Linked DNA regions of Zea mays: all the other regions are linked to region 2. The links are chromatin contacts, called in public Hi-C maps. All regions are on one chromosome and are shown on one strand. Each heading gives the region's core, a stretch centred on a gene start, on an enhancer-like site or on the middle of the called end of the contact. The rest is flanking DNA. Distances are from core to core; before and after follow the strand shown.

What was found. A called contact is a pair of places that touch in the nucleus more often than the background predicts.
Region 1: a contact with region 2 is called in a Hi-C map of tassel, with 6 times the contacts expected there. The contact joins the promoter of LOC103635300 here to the promoter of LOC103635295 in region 2. A contact is called at or near these places in 3 of 25 Hi-C or Micro-C datasets (bundle sheath, ear and tassel).
Region 3: a contact with region 2 is called in a Hi-C map of leaf, with 7 times the contacts expected there. The contact joins the promoter of LOC100216946 here to the promoter of LOC103635295 in region 2. A contact is called at or near these places in 3 of 25 Hi-C or Micro-C datasets (ear, leaf and leaf mesophyll).

Annotation. Positions count from the first base shown.
Region 1 is chr8:67,033,417-67,036,116 of Zm-B73-REFERENCE-NAM-5.0, reverse strand. It overlaps LOC103635300, which reads right to left and starts at 1,443. Exons shown (of 5, transcript XM_008657789.3): 1 at 695-1,443; 2 at 462-543; 3 at 1-99. The coding sequence starts at 46.
Region 2 is chr8:66,368,233-66,370,932 of Zm-B73-REFERENCE-NAM-5.0, reverse strand. It overlaps LOC103635295, which reads left to right and starts at 1,397. Exons shown (of 5, transcript XM_008657787.4): 1 at 1,397-2,160; 2 at 2,289-2,353; 3 at 2,593-2,700. The coding sequence starts at 1,998.
Region 3 is chr8:67,002,585-67,005,284 of Zm-B73-REFERENCE-NAM-5.0, reverse strand. It overlaps LOC100216946 (guanine nucleotide-binding protein beta subunit-like protein), which reads right to left and starts at 1,329. Exons shown (of 2, transcript NM_001143328.1): 1 at 385-1,329. The coding sequence starts at 1,275.

The sequences.
Region 1 (2,700 bases), core at 194-2,693, 670 kb before region 2:
GGAAATCTTCTTGCTTGGTATATCTGCTCCCGACAAAGTCGGACATGATTCGAGCAAATGAGTTTCCTCACGAGCCTGGAACGATCACTGCAGATGCTTCTGTCAAGGATGCAAAGAACAGCAAAATCAGAGACAAGGAGATGTTTGAATTCCTGACAGAAGAAACCATGCAGAACTGGTAAATCAGGAATACAGGTAAGGGTCAGAACTCAGAAGTTCCATCAGGAGTTGTTTAGACACAAGGGCGCTTCCTGGAGATTTCACTAGAATTAGCAAAGTTTGGGGGTGTATATGGGTAGGCGTGGAACCTAATAGGAAGTTTTCCATCACAAAAGGAGTCGTTACTCCTGCTTGGTGCATGCGCATGGCATGACCTTGCGATTCAGACTCTTGAGAAAAAAGGGAAAAAATTGATCTAGTAGCAACTCATGAACAAGCAAAAGATGAAACATAGATTTTACCTTAGCTAGCAGCAAGTGCGCGCACTTCTACGGTTGGAGCAGAGCTGGATCACGCCAATCTAGGCAAGGAACACGCACGCCGCTGCGAAACAATGAGAATTACCTCCACTCCACATAAAAGCACGGAAAAAGGAACAGCGAGAAACCAAGAGCCAAGGTTCCCACGCAGCTCTCGCTCCCAAACCGCGGGAAGAAACAGCCCGAATGGCAGGAGCAGGTAAGCGTGGACTCACCCAAATTGCGGTTGCGGTACGAGAGCCCAGGCCAGGCAGGCGGCAAGGGATCAAAGCAGCCGCGGCCGCGCCGGCTCCCCAGAATCAATTCCCCGGAACGGAACCGGACGGGAGGAATAAAAAGAAGCTGCGGGCGACAGGGAGACACGCGCCACAACAGCTCCCACCCCTCAATCTCCACACCTCACCTCGCGTCCTCGCTTACGCACTTACGCCCGTCCCATTGGCCCAACCGCGACGCGCGGTACTGCTACCACGTCCCACGCCGCGCCAGCGAGACGGCCAGGCCAGGCGGCATTAACTCCGGTGGTGGGAAGGTCAGGAGCCACAGGGGCGTGCGAGGTGGGAGAGGGCTGGTCCGTCACTGGCCAGCCAGCCCAGGAGAAGGGGATGGGAGAGATCAGGGAGGGATGGGAGGAACAGGGAAAAGCGAACCCAACCCGCCTGGGCCACGTCTTCAAAAGGCCGCCGTCGGTTGCGCCGGCGGCAGCGGAGTCGTCGGATGGGGAGCGTACGGCCGATCGGTGACGGAAAATATCTCAGCGGGCGGGCGGACGCGGGAAGGGGTCCCCCCTGTTGCCCGCCCGTATAGTGGAACGGACGGCAGATCGAGCTGCCTCGACGACGCTCTCTCGCCTCCACAGGGAGTGGGTGGGGCCCGTCAGCCGTGGGCTCGGCTGCCACATTTCGGCATGCCGCGACAGAGAGTTGACGACCTACGCGACGGCGAAAATCAGAGGTTGCGTGGATTTGCCGGTAGCACGCGACGCGTTGCCTCTTGCCTAGTGAAAAACAGGGAGATTGCTTTCTTTTCGAAAAGAAAAAAGGCAGGAATTGTGAGTGAACCAATGTTATGCCTCCCTTTAGAACGAAGGATTAGTAAAATACAGGGATAGAAAAAATGTAGAAATAACGTTGTGTGACACATCTTATATAAAATTTTATAGGAAAGTTTTCAAAAGATTGAACCTAATGTTAAAAAATCCTCTAAAATCTCACTATAATGACCCATTGCATATAAAATTTATATGATTTATAGCAACCCAATCATTTGTTCTAAAAGACCGCATAGAAAAAAACTTCTTATAGGATCTCAATCCTTCAAAAAATTTACACTTTTTTCCTTTGTTCCAAAGGAGATCGACTTTTAGTTTATTAAGGTCAATATATAAAAGAAAACTTTTTTAGACTTTATTAGTACTACTATGTGGTATAAACTAGCACTGTTCTAAGTAGAAGTATTTAGCTATTTAGATAATCTCTAGAGTAAAATGCATCAACATTTCCAAACATAGCAAGTTATATCATTTCGGTCCTCGAACTCTCAAAACCAACAAAACCATATGCTTGTTGGGGCGAAGGCGAAGACGTTACCCTTCGCTCGATGACTTCGCCAACCTCGCTGCGCCAACGGAGACAAAATGACTGGCAGACTTACCCTTCGTCCCACGCGTCGCTGGACGAAGACCTGTGACGATGTCGTCTCATCTCGCGGCCTCGTCCAACATGGAGGCCCACGTGTGATCCGGCCCATTGTAACAGGCCATGCGTGGCCGCCGCGGATTACGGGCCTAATTTGTAAAGGTCTCCCTGTAATTACAGTCTGTAACCCTGCTTTATAGGAATATTCCGGGGATAACCTAGGCGCCTGAGGGCACATGCGTCCTTAACTCAGGACGCTGGGCACTCAGATACCTATAAATACCCCCGCACAGTGCCCTTGAGAGGCTAGATTAACAGAGCTTTTGTCATCTCGAATCGAAACCTTGTTTACGTTGCTCTCACTCCCCTGTTGGATCAACTTGCTCGGGAGAGTAAGTTCCAACATTTGGCGCCCACCGTTCGTGCTACGAAAAAACCACCCGCGATGGCACCCAAGAGAGCTACCTCGAAGGCTGCGAAGGCAGCGCTGCTGGCCGAGAAAAAGGGCAATGCCCTTGTCGACACCACCCACCAAGAGGCCTGCGAAGACGACGCACTCAGCAAGAGGCAGCGCAACGAGCAAC
Region 2 (2,700 bases), core at 148-2,647:
TAGAAAATAAGATGCACATATTTTTAGAAAAAGTCAACGTTTTAAAACTTTGATCAACAATTTAGCAAAAAAAAAAATATATGTTTTTAGAGTAGGCATGTTATATATTTAAATTTATATTTAAAAATACTTTAGTATGATGTTTAATTTGCATTCGTTGATATCATATTTTTAAAAAAAACTAATGGTCAAAGTTTCACTTTAAATACTCTTCCGAAAAAATATGTCTTTTTTGATAGAGAAAGTAGTATTTATAATTGGCCTTATAATTGACCTTGAACAAATACAAGACTGTACGGTCTGGTTTTTTGGAGGTGGGTGGGGGGAGGGGGTGTTGTATTTGTACGTTAAACTCGAGACTCTTGCAGACGATCCTCTGGCGTAGATGTCCTGAGAACTTGACTGAAAGATGATATCAACGCACCCCAAAGCAGCTGCCGTGCCAGACAGAGACAGCGCGGCAGTTTGTATATACAATAACGCTAATCCTTGTTGCCGTGCCTCTAAATTTCTGCTAGTCAACGCTGCGTCCAAGAATGTCCGACGAAACAAACATTGTATATATAGGGCGTGTTCGGCTGGCTACAAGCCGACACTGTTGCAGCTGTTTGGATTGCTGCAGCTGCAATCCATAGAGAGAAAAATACTGTAGAAGCCGCAGCCGCAGCCGGATTGCAGCCGCAGCAAGCCGCAGCGAACAAGCTGATAATACGAGGCCTCATTTGACCGGGAGACCTGTAACATATATGTCTGGACGCCTGCAAGAACGTGCTTACTCCATTTCGTGGGTTCAGCACTCAAGGCTAGCCGTCTCAACAAGGACGTACACTCCATTTCAATTTGCCGCCGCAAGAAACTAGTAGCCGTCTGAAGAACATAGCACTCCGTATGCGTCAGCACCAACCAGCCGCCTTCGCTTTGCTTTGACCTCACTCTTCGGTTACCTAGACATCCAACAACAACCACAGGTAGGTAGATGCGCCATCGCCGTATGTGCCTTGAGCACCTAGTATGGTTTACTACTACTATATATGGTAGCAGAACGGAGCTACTTGTCTTTCTCCCTTAGATTCTACTCAAGTTTCGGTAAAAGATGGTGTAACTTTTCGCTCAGCTTCAACTTCAACCTAAGCGAAGCTCTGCCTTTTTTTAAAAAAAAAACTCTGAATCTGAATTACATATGACAATGTTTCGATCAGTATTACAGTTCAGACCAGGGGCCCAGGCAAAAGGAGCAGAAAACGAGAGACGGCAGCACAGAAAGGTCGCCGCTGACAGAGCTATTCAGGTAGTAAAGCCTACGCGTGACACGCAGAGAAGAAACAGACAAGAACAGTCTTGGCTGTGTCGAGCTGCTACTGCTATAGGGAGTAGAGATAGCCTTTAGAGACGTCGCTTCATATCTGCAACAGACACCGGGACCCCCCTCAAGTCGTCCCTTCCTTTTCTCGCAACCCCCTCCTCTCCTCTCCGTTCTCCACTCACCACTCACCAGGCTCCAGCAGTTGAATAAATAAATAATCTGCTATCTTGCTCTCGATCACTCCAACTCTGCAAAGAGCGTTTGCTTTTGCTGGTAGTCCCTCCCAGTTTTAGTTTATAAGACGAGTTCAAGAGGAGTTACAGTCCAGTAGTCATATCTTGAACAAGAGTCACAGCAGCGGCTTTGCTTCTCTTTTGTTCTCTAGCATCTGTCCATGATTGTTCATGGGGGGTGGGGAGGTGCTGGCATGGACTTTTGGGCATTTACTGATCCCCTCATTCTCAAGATGCATGCAGCAAGTCGAGAACTGGAGGTGGCGATAAATGCCTCAACAAGTCAAGAGGAGAGAGAAACCTGCAGCGTCTGTTCAGCATCTTTTTTTGCTTGTTTGCATTTATTATTTCGACGTCTGTAAGGGAGTGAGACATCCGAGGTTCTAGAGGAGACGCATTGCAGCACAAGGCTTGGGGAGAATTGAGTTTTTAGTTTCTCTTTTTGGTCGTGGCGCGGGGACATGAAGAGCGGCACCGCCTCCGCGCCCAGCGGCGGCGGCGGCGGCCTGGCGATCACCGAGCGGCAGAAGCCGGCGCCGTCGCGCGTGGCGGCGCTGTTCCAGATGTTCGCCAAGAGGAAGCTCTTCTCCTCGTCCTCCAAGAAGAGCAAGCTGCTGCCCCCAGGTGAGTTGAGATCGCGACGGTACTGCGTTGTCCTTTCTCCGCGCAAACAATCCCCTTCCCCCCCTTCGTGGTTCGTGCAACTATGCGAATCCGCCGCTTTTCGTAAGCTTTCGTCTCCGGTGTTTCAGTGCGCGCGCACAAGTTCTCTCCTGGGAGACCGCTGGCCGGCGGCGACAAGACGAGGCCCCTTCTGGTACGGCACACTCACCCCGTTTTATTTTTCTTCGTCTTAGATGTTTTGGTGGTGAAACGGCACTCTTCCTTCGAATTTCTGTTTTTGAATTTGTGATGAACTCGCCATGATATCTTGGGACCTCTGGTTTCTGCAACAATCTATGGCTGAAGTGCCAAATTCTCCTGCCCCCCGAGACATTTTACCGTTCGTTTTGTTCCCCAATAGCTCTAAACTCTTTCATGTTTTTTCCCCTTCAGATTGATTCTGCAGATTACTCAAGAAGCAGAACTGAATGCAACGGCACCAGTCACTACCCACAGCCACAACCTGGCCAAGACAGAAACTGCAGCGAGAATGGAATGCGT
Region 3 (2,700 bases), core at 80-2,579, 630 kb before region 2:
GAGGATATAAAGTTACAAACTCAGATGATGTAATTCACTAACACTCATGGTGTAATACTGGGTAAAAACAATAACAAGAGCATATGTAAAACAAGTGGAAAATTGATAGAACAATTAAAGTGATACAAAACTATGACACAGCACACAAATCATCTTTTAACCAAAATATATTCTTATATGCATTAGCACTAAAGATTCAGCACCCTAACAGTTCTGCAGAGAACTGGACATTTGTTGAAGTTGGATATATATGTATACATACCATATAAGTGGATTAACGGACTAATTCCTCAATAAGGCAGCACAACTCATGTACAAGTAGCTACAGATCCTAACCTACACGATTTCTGGCATGCTAAACGCAGGTTAAGGGCAGAGACGAACCTGGTTCTTGGAGACCTGGATGTCGGGCTTGAGGTCCTGCACAACGTGCTTCGACTCGAGGTCCCAGATCTTGACAGAGTCCTGCGTCGCAGCGCAGAGCCAGTAGCGGTTGGGTGAGAAGCAGAGAGAGTGGATGATGGAGCCCGCGTCCAGCGAGTACAGCCTCTTCCCCTCAGCCAAATCCCACAGCAGAGTAACACCGTCCTTCCCGCCGGAGGCGCACAGCGACCCGTCGGGGCTCACAGCGACGGCGTTAACATAGCCACCGTGCCCATCCAGAGTGCAGCGCAGCTTGCAGTTGGTAAGGTTCCAGACCTTGACGGTGCGGTCCCAGGATCCGGAGACAATGGTGGGCTGGAAGGTGTTTGGGGAGAACCTAACGCAGGAGACCCACCCGTTGTGGCCCTCGCCGCCGCCGAGGTCGCCGCCGATGGTGTACTTGCACTCGCCGAGAGTGTTCCAGAGCTTGATGGTCTTGTCGCGGGACGCGGAGACGATCTGGCGGTTGTCGACGGAGAAGGCGACGGAGATGACGTCCTTCTCGTGGCCGACGAAGCGGCGGGTGGTGAGGCCGGTGGAGAGGTCCCAAAGGCGGAGCTCGCCGTCCCAGGAGCCAGAGAGTGCGAACTGGCCGTCGGAACTAAGGACGACGTCCTGGACGAAGTGGGAGTGGCCGGTGAGGCGGCGGAAGGGGACGCCGTAGTCGGCGGTGACGCCGGATTCCGGGGTGGAGTGGACCGGGTTGGTCAGGTCCCACACCAGCACGGACTTGTCCCGGGAGGAGGAGACGATGAAAGGCGAGTTGTCGATCGGGGTCGCGATCGCCGTCACCTCGCCGTTATGGCCGCGCATCGTGCCCACCAGGGAGAGGGACTCCTGCGCGCCGGCCATGGTCGCCGTGGGGGATTGGGGCTGCAAGGGTTGCTGTGGCGGCGGCGCGAGGCGTAGGATGGCGAGGGAAATGGGGCAAAGCGGGAGACCAGGCCTTTATAGTTGGGAGAAGGTGGGGGCTAGGGTTTTGCGGGTCTGGCGATCTGCGCTAGAATGGTGGGTGGAAGATCAGAACCGTTGAATAGGATAGCGGGGGTGTGGTACTGTGGTGGATGATCATTAAGGCAAAGGAAAACTGCATAAATCCACTTACAAGTTTGGGGTGTTTTCAAATACCCACAACTTATATTCTGTCAAACTCCTCCTTCCAAATTAGGTGGTCTAATCTTATAGCAAACACGTTTGGCTCCATCCTTAAAACACTAATCGGCTTGGCTCCTTGGCTTGGTTAGCTTAGCCAAAACCGAGCGCTCCATCCAGCTCATACAATATGCCATGAAGAAAATCTGAAGCCAGAAGGTACGACCTTATCAAATTATCATCAATCATCCAACAACAAGAGAACAAGCTTTTCTAGAAACTAAACTACTAGTAACACTTTGCTGAGGTCACTTGTAACTTTGTAAGGCGAGTGAAGAAACTAGTAGCTAGCACTAACAGTCAAATGCCAGGGCTGCTGAAAAGCCAAGACGGCACAGCAACAGGTGGAAATGGAACAGGAGTGAAGGGCATGCTGCACGCGGCTAGTCTGCTTGTGCATACGCAACCAGCTATGCTGCAGAACACATTGTAACTTGTAAGTAGGCGCTCCAACAACCCGCATGAGCTCATGGGAACCGAGCGCTCTATCCAGCTCATACAGCAGGGCTAATAAAAATCGTTTCAGAATGCAATTACCAAATAAAAACCAAGCGCTCCATCCAACACATCCAACACATAATGTAGTGACCCAATAAAAATCATTTCAGAATCATATTTTGCAGTAACAAGGCGCAATAGTCACAGTTTACATTAACAAGGCACATATCACAGTTAATCATTCCTTTTCCTTATTGAGAACAACTTTTGTGGCCTAATTCCAGGTCCTCCTTCGATGTTCTGACAGACTCCATTGACTTCATCATTGTTCATGTAGTTTTGGCCTTCAAATGGAGCCAAATTGTATTGGCTTGAACCTTCAAATGTTGACGGGTTTGGTTGAGATGAAGTAGGAACACCAATTGAGGCCTAAAATATAGAAATATAGCTATGTGAGTTGATACCTTTACCATGGAAAATGCAAAATAAATAGTGAGTCACAAACCCTCGTGTACTTAGCTCCCTTCCTAGGCTCCCAATCAGCCCTAAGTGGCACTCCACATCCCTTAACATTGTGACCATAAGTGTGGCAATTGGAGCATTTCACTGCAGCCCTTTTTGAGGCTCTAGACTCAACATGAGGTTCTCCTTGCGTTCTCACTCACTTCTTCTTTGGTCTTCCAGGCT